Regions from separate parts of the Zea mays genome. Here region 1 is linked to region 2. The links are chromatin contacts, called in public Hi-C maps. All regions are on one chromosome and are shown on one strand. Each heading gives the region's core, a stretch centred on a gene start, on an enhancer-like site or on the middle of the called end of the contact. The rest is flanking DNA. Distances are from core to core; before and after follow the strand shown. Region 1 holds the start of LOC100281798. Region 2 holds the start of LOC100279218.

The links. Hi-C and Micro-C count contacts between places; a contact is called where the count stands out from the background.
Region 1: a contact with region 2 is called in a Hi-C map of leaf, with 2.1 times the contacts expected there. The contact joins the promoter of LOC100281798 here to the promoter of LOC100279218 in region 2. A contact is called at or near these places in 3 of 25 Hi-C or Micro-C datasets (ear and leaf).

The regions. Positions count from the first base shown.
Region 1 is chr1:188,095,225-188,100,338 of Zm-B73-REFERENCE-NAM-5.0, forward strand. It overlaps LOC100281798, which reads right to left and starts at 3,565. Exons shown (of 2, transcript NM_001154718.2): 1 at 3,175-3,565; 2 at 2,288-3,070. The coding sequence starts at 3,430. The coding sequence ends at 2,568. LOC100381768 (Sas10/U3 ribonucleoprotein (Utp) family protein) reads right to left here. Exons shown (of 17, transcript NM_001174569.1): 15 at 4,960-5,026; 16 at 4,801-4,869; 17 at 4,462-4,693. The coding sequence ends at 4,562.
Region 2 is chr1:187,958,583-187,963,399 of Zm-B73-REFERENCE-NAM-5.0, forward strand. LOC100279218 reads left to right here and starts at 1,759. Exons shown (of 9, transcript NM_001353877.1): 1 at 1,759-2,249; 2 at 3,341-3,743; 3 at 4,010-4,204. The coding sequence starts at 1,929. It overlaps LOC103504716, which reads left to right. Exons shown (of 2, transcript NM_001326459.1): 2 at 1-226.

The DNA of each region.
Region 1 (5,114 bases), core at 2,315-4,814, 140 kb after region 2:
CGCCAAAGGTTGAGAGTAGATCGAAACTTCAATATAGGTGCCCCGGATCTGAATTACAGCCTTGAAGGAAAGGCAGGACAAACAAATCGTTTTCTTGCAGAGATGGATCGTGAAAGGGGTGACTCGATTGAATTGATCTGAGTTCCATCAGAAGAAGCAAGGGGGAACAGGACGTACTGCCGCGAGTGATGGGGAGACCGAACTCGAGATGGTGTGGCAGAGGTCGCAGCCAGGTCATTCTGGTTGGGGCAGTTGACAGTGACGGTGATATCGTCGCACTCGGCGGCGCCTAGCAGCATCACAACGGTGTTGTCCCCAACTACGACGACCACCTCCATGCCGCCGCCGAGCACCATCCCTTTCCCTTCTCATCCTGGATGCGCCGCCACCTCCCCCACCCGGATAATGCTGGCGACAGGTGAGTTTTTGGATCCCTCGCCTCTGGCACCTTCTCTCTCATTTCCGCAAGTCCAGTCAGGCCCGGTCGAGCGGTGAGCGCGTTAGTGGCGACGACCCATTATTCAGATGTCACGGTGCCATTTGAAAGGGAGAGGATGGGGTGGATGGGGATGTTGGCGACGTGTAGCTCGATGAGAAGAACCAATGGCATGGTCATGCTATGGAAGTCGCAGATGGAGGGGAAGAGACGATTGGATATCGTAGAACGGCGGATGATGGTTCGAACCACCAAAAAACTGTAAGGATCCTAGGCAGACGGGCGAGGTCCAATGTCACCGCCGTCAAGGTCTCGAGGGGGGTCGGCTGGGAGCAGGAGTAAGACGCGTTATTTTTATTTTTTTTCTCCTCACGACATCTGAAAGTATCGTGTCTCCGCAGGGTGACGAGGTGTCGTCTGGAAGCTAGAGGAAGAAGTGCCAGTAATGGGAAACTGGTTCGTCAACGTTCGATGCCAATCATGCGGCTGATGATAGAAAGGATGACGTGGACGAACGTGGAGACAGATTTTCTACCGTCTTTAATATATGGTAATGAGAAGCTTATTGTTTGATAACAACCACATAAATACATGTATCCTAGGTGGAACTGTTAGTTTCCACACTGCAGGTATAAAAACCGGTTGAATTCCTCTTAAGCTGATGAAGTCATATAATGATTGAATCGAGAATATCCCTTCGAGCAAAACGACCAAATCATACCACATCATCCTAATGTAATCAGAAACACTTCTTCTGAAAAGACAGCTTCACCTCCACCCCCATCCCACATATCACTAATAGAGGCTTCCTACTTATTATTGATTATATATAAAGGCCAGAATTGTATAGCTAGAATTGAATTACCAAACTAAATGTCTTCCCAAAATCCGATTCTTTTTCCATTAGCTACTTTCCACTTAACCCCCATATGAGCCACCTTAGGGGCCTAAAGAACTCCTTTCCAAAAAGGAGATATTTTCTTATATAGAACAACAGAACATGTTTGAGTTCACACAATCTAAACACAAAGAGCGTGCTCATTCAAGTGATATCGAAAGATACATACCGCCAAAATGCATAAGCTTAAATTCTAAAGGCTCGTTTGGTTCTATTAGTCTTAGGACTAAACTTTAGTCCATACTCTGTTTGGTTGTAAGGACTAAACAGATTCTAAATACATTAAATGCAACACATAAAGACCAAAATACCTCTTTTCTTGTTCCACACCAGTTTTCTAGATAAGAGCAATTGAAGTAAATGTGCCCTTTAGTCCCTTTTAGCATTCATGTGAGGGACTACAGACTAAAACTAATTAGTCCCTACTTTAATATTTCTGTTTTGTAAAATATAGACTAAACGGGACTAAAAACCAGAGACTAAAAATTAGTCCCTCTAACTAAACGAGACCTAAGTTCATATAGTGCTCATTCAAGTGATATCGAAAGATACATGCCGCCAAAAGGCATAAGCTTAGACTTCTAAGTTGAGAGATACCCATACCACCATTTTTTTCCGTGCCATCAATTGCCAATTAGCAAGATTGATATTTCTTCTTCTCCTCAGAGTCACCCAAAACAAAACAAGTACCCAATATGCGAATTTATCATATCAATAACTCGAGTCAAGCGGGGGCGAGGTGAACACCGGAGTGATTTTTGGGAAAAATCGAGGGGACGGTGGCGCCCCCGACTCATCCTACTTTGACCTCAAACCAAACACACCATTAGGAAATTTGATAATAGACACCAAATAAATCAATTTCAGGTTTCCCCCATAAGAGAGGAGCCAGCCTTTCCAACTTTTTAACTTGGAGAAGTGCAGAGGCACATCCAAATATTTAAGAGGCGGCTTTTGTTGCTTGCAGCAGAATAATATTTAAATTCTCTTGCGTTCGATTCTGGAATTTGTTCCAAACAGGTCAAAGATTACACCTTATCTTCTGGCACCAACTACCAAGATTTACCATGTGTGACATAGCAAACAAAATCGAGGAACGAAACAGAAAAAGAAGAGTGAAAAGAAGAGTGGTAGCTAGATCGATATCGCTCTCGTCCCAAGCATCCAGATTCTAGAAGCTGCGAAAAGCACGGCAGCAGGTGCTCATCGTCCTGATGAATCTGACCCACAGCATCACTGCACCTGGATGTTGACGACCTTGGCCCCCGCCGACAGCTTGGGGATGGTGAGGTACAGCACTCCGTCCTTCACTTCTGCGGCGATCCTCTCCACGTCCACGTTCTCCGGCAGCTCCACCCGCGTCCTGTACCGCCCGAAGCTCGCCGGCGGCCACGCCTCCTCCTCATTATCTCCCTCCTCGTCGCCGCCGCCGTCAGCAGCAGGCTGTTGCTTCTTCTCTGCGGCCACGACGAGCGTCCGGTCCTGCACGCTGACCCGCACGTCGTCCCGCGCCATCCCTGGCATGTCGAACCGGACCAGGTACTCCCCCGCGCGCTCCCTGACCTCCCACGGCGTCCGCCCGTGGTCGGCGCGCGGCACGGCGGTGGGGGCCGCCGCCGCCGCCGCAGGCACGACGCCGCCGAAGCGGGTGTCGGTGTCAGCGTCGTCGGCGTCCATGATGGTCCGCACCATCTGGTCCAGCGTCCTTGCTTCCGGGAAGCTGTCCCACCACAGCCCTGAAAGCACGCGCGCAATTCGATTGATTTGGTGCTGAACTGTGGTTTAAGTTACCGGAGCAGAGTATCGTTATCGTCTCGTCCCCAAAAGTCAAGGTACTCACCGAATGGTGTGGTGCGGACGACCCTTCTAGCCCTCGGGCCTGGAGCACTCGCCCCCTGCCGCTGCTGCCTGCCCTTGGACGCCCTCTGCAGGTGGTCCAGGTTGTCAGCGGAGCCATTGCCGTTCCTGGTGGAGGACTGGACCTTCACCGACGACGAGGGTCGAGCGATGGGCCACCTCGCACGGCGAAGGGCAGGGGACGATGTTGTGGCGACGGCCGGGTGAAGGTTGTTGGGGGCCGCCGCGGCGTGCCACATCGTCCGTGCTCTCTCCCGACCTCCCTCCCGAGCTGGTGATGAGGATCGGACGAGCGAAACGGAAAGCGGTGATGAGATGAGTGAGACGATGGTCAGTGCAACAGTGCACGGGAGTGGTGACCGTAGCGGCGTTCTTAAATTCAGGTAAGGCCACATCACGAGGGAGGAGGAAGAAGAGAAAAGAAGGACGTGGTGGTTTCTGGAGAGTGGCGCGGTGTTCTAGACCTCTCTGGACTGGACCCCACATGCGCTGGCTGGGCCGCCAAATGGACTGGAACGGAATGGATATCTTTCTTTCTTCTTCTAAATTTTAGTAAACTCACTGCAAATATATTAATGAGAAGTCTGATTTATGGTTGTCAAAACAATAAGAAGTCTGGTGTTATACTAATTTTCGTACACAGACGAACAAGATATCTACCTCTATGGTTCTATTTTGGTCAGCTACTCAGCTAGTCCGCATCAGGCACCACTTTTTTTGTTTGCTGTCAACGTAGAACCATCATGTTGTTCCCTTCAAATTAAAGACAGCTATTCAAACTGTTGCAGCTTAAATCTAAAGACAAAAACACTGTAGAAGTAGTATATGTTCGTTTGTGTCGGATTGCACCTGAAATCGTTCCAGCTAATTAAAGTTTATATAAATTAGAGAAGCAATCCAGCTAGGAATTCTTCTAACCCACCAATCCAACACAAACGAACAAGGTCTAAGCGGGTTCGGATTAAAGCCAAGTGAACAGGCTGCATATGTGTAGAATTACCTAGGGACCCATATCAGTTCCACAGCTGGTTATTGTCAAGAATGAAAGGCTGCCATGTTATGCATGCTGTCATGCTACTAGCAATGTCTCACGGTAAGGACATTTATCTAAATAAACAGCCCCTACTAATATATATGGTTCGAAATAATATACAAATTTCCTTGATAATTATACCACCTAGTTTTCACACACACAGGCAACGGTGATAATGATATTTTTCGCAAGCAAAATTGTACTCATCTAATACCGTAAGACAAATTCTGGAGTTTATGCGTTCGAATGACATGCAAACAAAAAATAAAGAAAATGCCAAGTTAAGACCAGAAACAACTCCTTCCATGTCCAACCTAAATATACTACTTGCATCAACTCAACTCTTGAACCGAACACTGCGGCTGACATTCGGGTTGATGCCAGACGTTTCACCTCCATACGGACCAGACTGCTTCTTGATATCACGCACTTGGCCTTTCCGCTTGACAAGCTTGTTCTTGTGCTTATCCTGAAAAGAGTTGCAAAAAGGAAAAGCTAATGTGTTACCGCCCTGGCAGAGTTTGGATTCCCTCACAGGTCACGCATATACTACAACTGCAATGCTATGCCACTTACCCTGTAGTTCTTCCGCGGGTTCTTCTTCTTCTTATTCCTGGAACGAGTCAACCCCCTGTTCTTCAAGATCTGCAAGGGTTTGGATTTTTTACTTAGAAGCGTGTGACAGGGAACCGGATTCTATAGTGTTGTTACACGATGCACCAGGTGAAGATTAACCTGATACGAAATCGTCCTCTTGCCATCGCCTTCTGTTTCTTCCTCCAGATGTTCAACGCCCGGAGTTCTGTCATATGGGAAAAGGTATAAGCAGCAGCATAGCATTCACCAGAAGCGGCCTTATTTGTTACATGGTGTGGCATATCAGTGAAACT
Region 2 (4,817 bases), core at 509-3,008:
TGAGGTGGTTTTGGGTAAACTAGTGACGTGTTTAGTTCCAAGTAGGAGTGCAGTATCTGTTTCCAGTTCCAATTGGTCAGAGTTGTAAGTGCTCCATCTGATCTAGATACTACAGCCTGGCTTTGTTAGAGTTTAGGAGCAATGGTACTACTGTGTTTGTTCGGCAAATTGTATTGGAGTGGAAATGGCGTGCTTATTACAGGCTTTGGTAAGTTATATTATTGAGAATTGCAAAGTGTATCTGTTATCTTTCTTCAGACTGACATGGTCACTTAATGTTAAATTGCTATTTTTGCTACACTGGACTGGATCAGCCGAAGAAGCCATTTGTAATCCACTTTTTCTTGTTTGGATGTGCCTAGAATCATCTCTCAGTTGTATGTTACCAGCTCTGTGCACAAAATACGGCTTTAATCTCGAGTATAGGTATGTCATATTATCAAAGAGAATGCAATACAAATCTTGACATCCCTGTGCTGTATTACAAAGAAGGGACCCTAACCCTACAAAAAAAGGGTTCACAAGTTTTCACGGCCCTATTTATTTCTGAACCTGTAAGTCTTCACAAGCTACAGATTTGTTAGAGATATCAGTAGTATAATATCCAAGGTCAATGATGCCACCGTCTGTAACTTATTTTAGCGCAGGTGTTACGAGTAAGTGGAGGTGCTGAACTTTCAGAAATGAAGGTGTTCTTCCTTTTTTTTTAATCATCTCGAGTTCAGATTGAGCTGCTGGGAAGTGCTATGTTTGTTCAAAAAATACATGCATCTATGGGCAAATCCGAATGCCAAAAGGCCTTCACTTTTGATGCAAGGTTTGTCTGTGGAAATGGCGACGTCTGGATCTGATCTCGCGTCATTTCTCCCAATGAAACGATTCTTTCACCGAAAGCAAACGCGAAGCAGAAAGAAAGGAAAAAAAACAATGTTTTTTTTTGTCCGAAAGAAGCAGTAGCAAAGGGAGGCTAGCAGACTTTTTGTTCGTCCAAAGGATCATCTTTCCATGCTCCCTGAATCCTGCTTCCTGCCTCTGTTAGGCTATCCGCAGCGGTTCCCTCTAAATTTTTCCCCCTATATCACTTTTCTGGGTCACATCATCAACAGTGTATCCCCTACTTTTTCATCTCCCGCAGTGGTTTCCCCTAAATACTCCCCCTATATCCCACTACAATATAAAATATCATTTTCTATACCTACTTTTCATCTACTATCAATTTTTCTTCTACTATTAATTGAAGGCGGGCCCACAGGAACAGTGGTAGGGGGGAGCGCGCGCACGCTGCAGCTGAGGGGAGAGAGAAGAGTCCCGCGCGGTGGAGTGCGCGATAGCGTGCTGCGCTGCGGGCGATAGCGCGTGCGCTGTAGCCGGCATGCAAGCGAGCGCGCGCCGTAGCGTGCGGCGCTGCGGCCAGTCTTAAGCTTCGTCTACATGAACTGTAGGACTGGCACCTCTGCTCTTTACTGCCAGATCCACGTGGGCCTGTAGTGGAGTGGAGGCCTACCGAAACAACTTGAGTGGTCAATGGGCCAGTGCCTGTCTTTGTCGGCCCAACGCACCCCGACAACGACGACAAACCCGTGGAGGGCGCGTGCTTGTGAATACGAACTCGCACGGGGGCTATATGCAAAACACGCGCGTACCTCTGCAGCCACTGCAGAGGGCATTTGTGACTGCATGTGGGTCCGGGTACCCGCCGGGCTCACCTGGCAGCGTCTGTAGAGGATCTCAATCCCACGGCCACACCACACCCACCTAGCTTTGCTTTCCTCGTCCGCTTCCGGCTTGCCCTGCCTCTCTCCGCCCCGCGTCGCCTCATCGCCAACAACCGACGAGATCCGGCGCGGGAAAACGAGCCCTAGATCCGGCGGCACCCTCATGCGACCTTGTTGAGTCCGGGCCTTCCTCCTCCCGCCGCTGGTGTCGCCATGGCGGGGAGCGACCTCGAGCCGCTGCGCGCGAGCGCGGCGGCGCTGCCGTCCTCGTCGGACCCGGACTCGCCCGCCGTGACCCCGCGCCGGAGCCGCGTGCGGGACCTGCTGCGCAACCTGGACCGCCGGCTCTCCAACCGAAGCCGCGGCGGCGCGGACGCGGGGCACGGCGGCGGCGAGGCCGGGGCGTCACCGAGGAGGCCCGAGGAGGATAGCGACGAGCTCGGCGACGGCGCGCCGCCCGAGTGGGCGCTGCTGCTCGTAGGATGCCTTCTTGGGCTCGCCACCGGCATCTGCGTCGCTGTGTTCAATCGCGGGGTGAGTGCCAAGACCTCTCCATGTGGGGGGCCGCGTTGTTTCTTCATCTCACGGAAGAATCGAGTCGTATGCATATTTTGGAAATTCCCACTCGTATGCTGGTGTTAATTACTTTATTACGGCTTGCGTTGCTGTTTATTGGATACTGGAGGCCTCAATGTATCTTTTGGTGTCTCCTAAATACGAAATTTCATACCGTGGGGATGGTGTACCATGTCTCACAGTATTTCGATTTCGACTACACTGTGTGAGGCTAAGGGTTTGCAGGCAGAATCTTATGTTGTATGTTAGTGCTATACTGCTATTAGCCGGCTACTGTTTTGTTGCTGGTGATTTTTGTGAACGACCTGGCTGTGTCCTGATTTATATGCCGTGAATTTATTATCAGATAGCGTTTGCTAATACTGAATTGATTAGGTGGTTGGATGTTTTATTTTCCCCAAAATGCTTAAAAACAATGTATGATGCACACACAAACACACTCACAGACACAGAATTTAAGGTAACCATTTGTAAAGATTGCTTGATATGTTGTTTTACTAGTTAGTGTTACAAGTGACTCATCAACACGATTTTTTTTGAGTAACTGGTGTTCTTTGGGGTGATATCTTGGTTATTCCACTCCATTTGGTTTTGCTTTATCATTTAGTGCAAGTAATGTATATCTATATGTTGCATTATGGATGTGCGTAGTTCCATTTTTTTAGAACTCCTAAGTATGTTTTTCTAAAGGGTTTTCACGGTTCAACTGAGTAGAGGGTTTGCACTGAATATTTTCCCTTATTATATACAATCAAGGTGATTTTACTCACCTGTTTGCTCACTTACTGTGATGTTGAGTCACTGGCAACTAGCAAGCAATTTTCAATACAGGGTTAGATCTAGATCCGTTGCACATTATTTGCGATGTGTACTTAAATCAGCTATTCAAATCAAAAGGAGAATATGTTAATTTGGAAGAACACATAGTCATTGTATAAGAGGTATACAACTGTGTTTGGCTGTGGTTTTTTTTCATTCACACAGAGTTATTATTTGGACCTTCCCGAATGTCTGTCACTATCTCAGAAGTGGCTGCCTGACCTTTTCAGGTACATGTCATACATGAATGGGCATGGGCAGGCACTCCCACTGAGGGTGCTGCTTGGCTTCGTCTGCAGAGGCTTGCTGATACCTGGCATAGGATATTGTTAATTCCAGTGACTGGTGGAGTAGTTGTGGGCATGATGCATGGATTATTGGAGATTTTTGAGCAGATAAAGCAATCCTTATCATCTCAAAGGGAGGGTATTGATTTCATGGCTGCGATTTTTCCCACAATCAAAGCTATCCAAGCCGCAATTACTTTAGGGACAGGGTGTTCACTGGGGCCAGAAGGACCCAGTGTTGATATTGGTAAATCATGCGCAAATGGGTGTGCGGAAATGATGGAGAACAATAGGGAACGAAGAATTGCTCTTGTTGCTGCCGGATCAGCTGCTGGAATCGCCTCAGGTATTTTAATTAATTATCTATTCCATTCGTGATATGGACTCAATGGACCGAAAATGAAAGGGGTGTATTTCCAGTTTTGTTTCAGCTTGCTAAGATATTGGCCGTTTTTATCTAAAAATTGCACTTCTGTTTAGGAAGTAGAAACATGAAATATTTTAGGAATAATAAATATTTGCTTAAATTCCTTTTTACAACCTTCATGTTCTTCATGCTACTGACTTTCTTCCCCTATATCCTCTCCTAACTTGTGTTACTATGGTCTTTAGGTTTCAATGCTGCAGTTGCTGGGTGCTTTTTTGCTATCGAAACAGTATTACGGCCACTTCGAGCAGAAAATTCTCCACCATTTACTACTGCTATGATTATATTAGCATCAGTTATATCATCAACTGTTTCCAATGTTCTGCTAGGGGAAAAGGCAGCATTTATTGTGCCGACGTATGAACTAAAATCTGCTGCTGGTATTTTACTTTATTCTGATTATTTTTGGTGTTAATAAGGTAGTTGTTTCTTAGTTACCTTCAAGATATAGGGAAGTATGCGTTCTCACCTTATTTTTGGCTCTAATTTTCATCCATATTTTTGAGATAATTTCAGTCTGTCATTTTTGTGATACATGGCCTGTACGTTTTTTGTGCTTTTGCTATTTTGGGTAACATTCATGTTAGTGAATATCTGTAATAAACTCTGTTGCGAACATCCGATTTTAAGTCATTTATAGCTACTGTTCATCACCATGCCATCTTATGTCTCCAACTTCTATATTCCTCCAGCCGCCTGTCTAGCATTCTCTTTTTGAAACTTGGGAACTCAAATAAAGCTTCTATTTCCTACTTTAGGCTCTAGTGCCCAATCAAACTTTATCTGGCTCTTTAATCTTCCTCTAGGCTTATGGTAAGAACTTGAACATGTGTTCTTTTTTCTTTTTAAGTTTGGTGTTAATTGCTTTTCCAAGAGAAAAAAATATAGTTGTATTGCGCTTTAGTCTTTAATAATCAAATGTGGCAGGTTCATGTCAGCCTGTTCTATTTACCACCATGATGCAGCACATGTGATTCAACATAGAAGTATTTA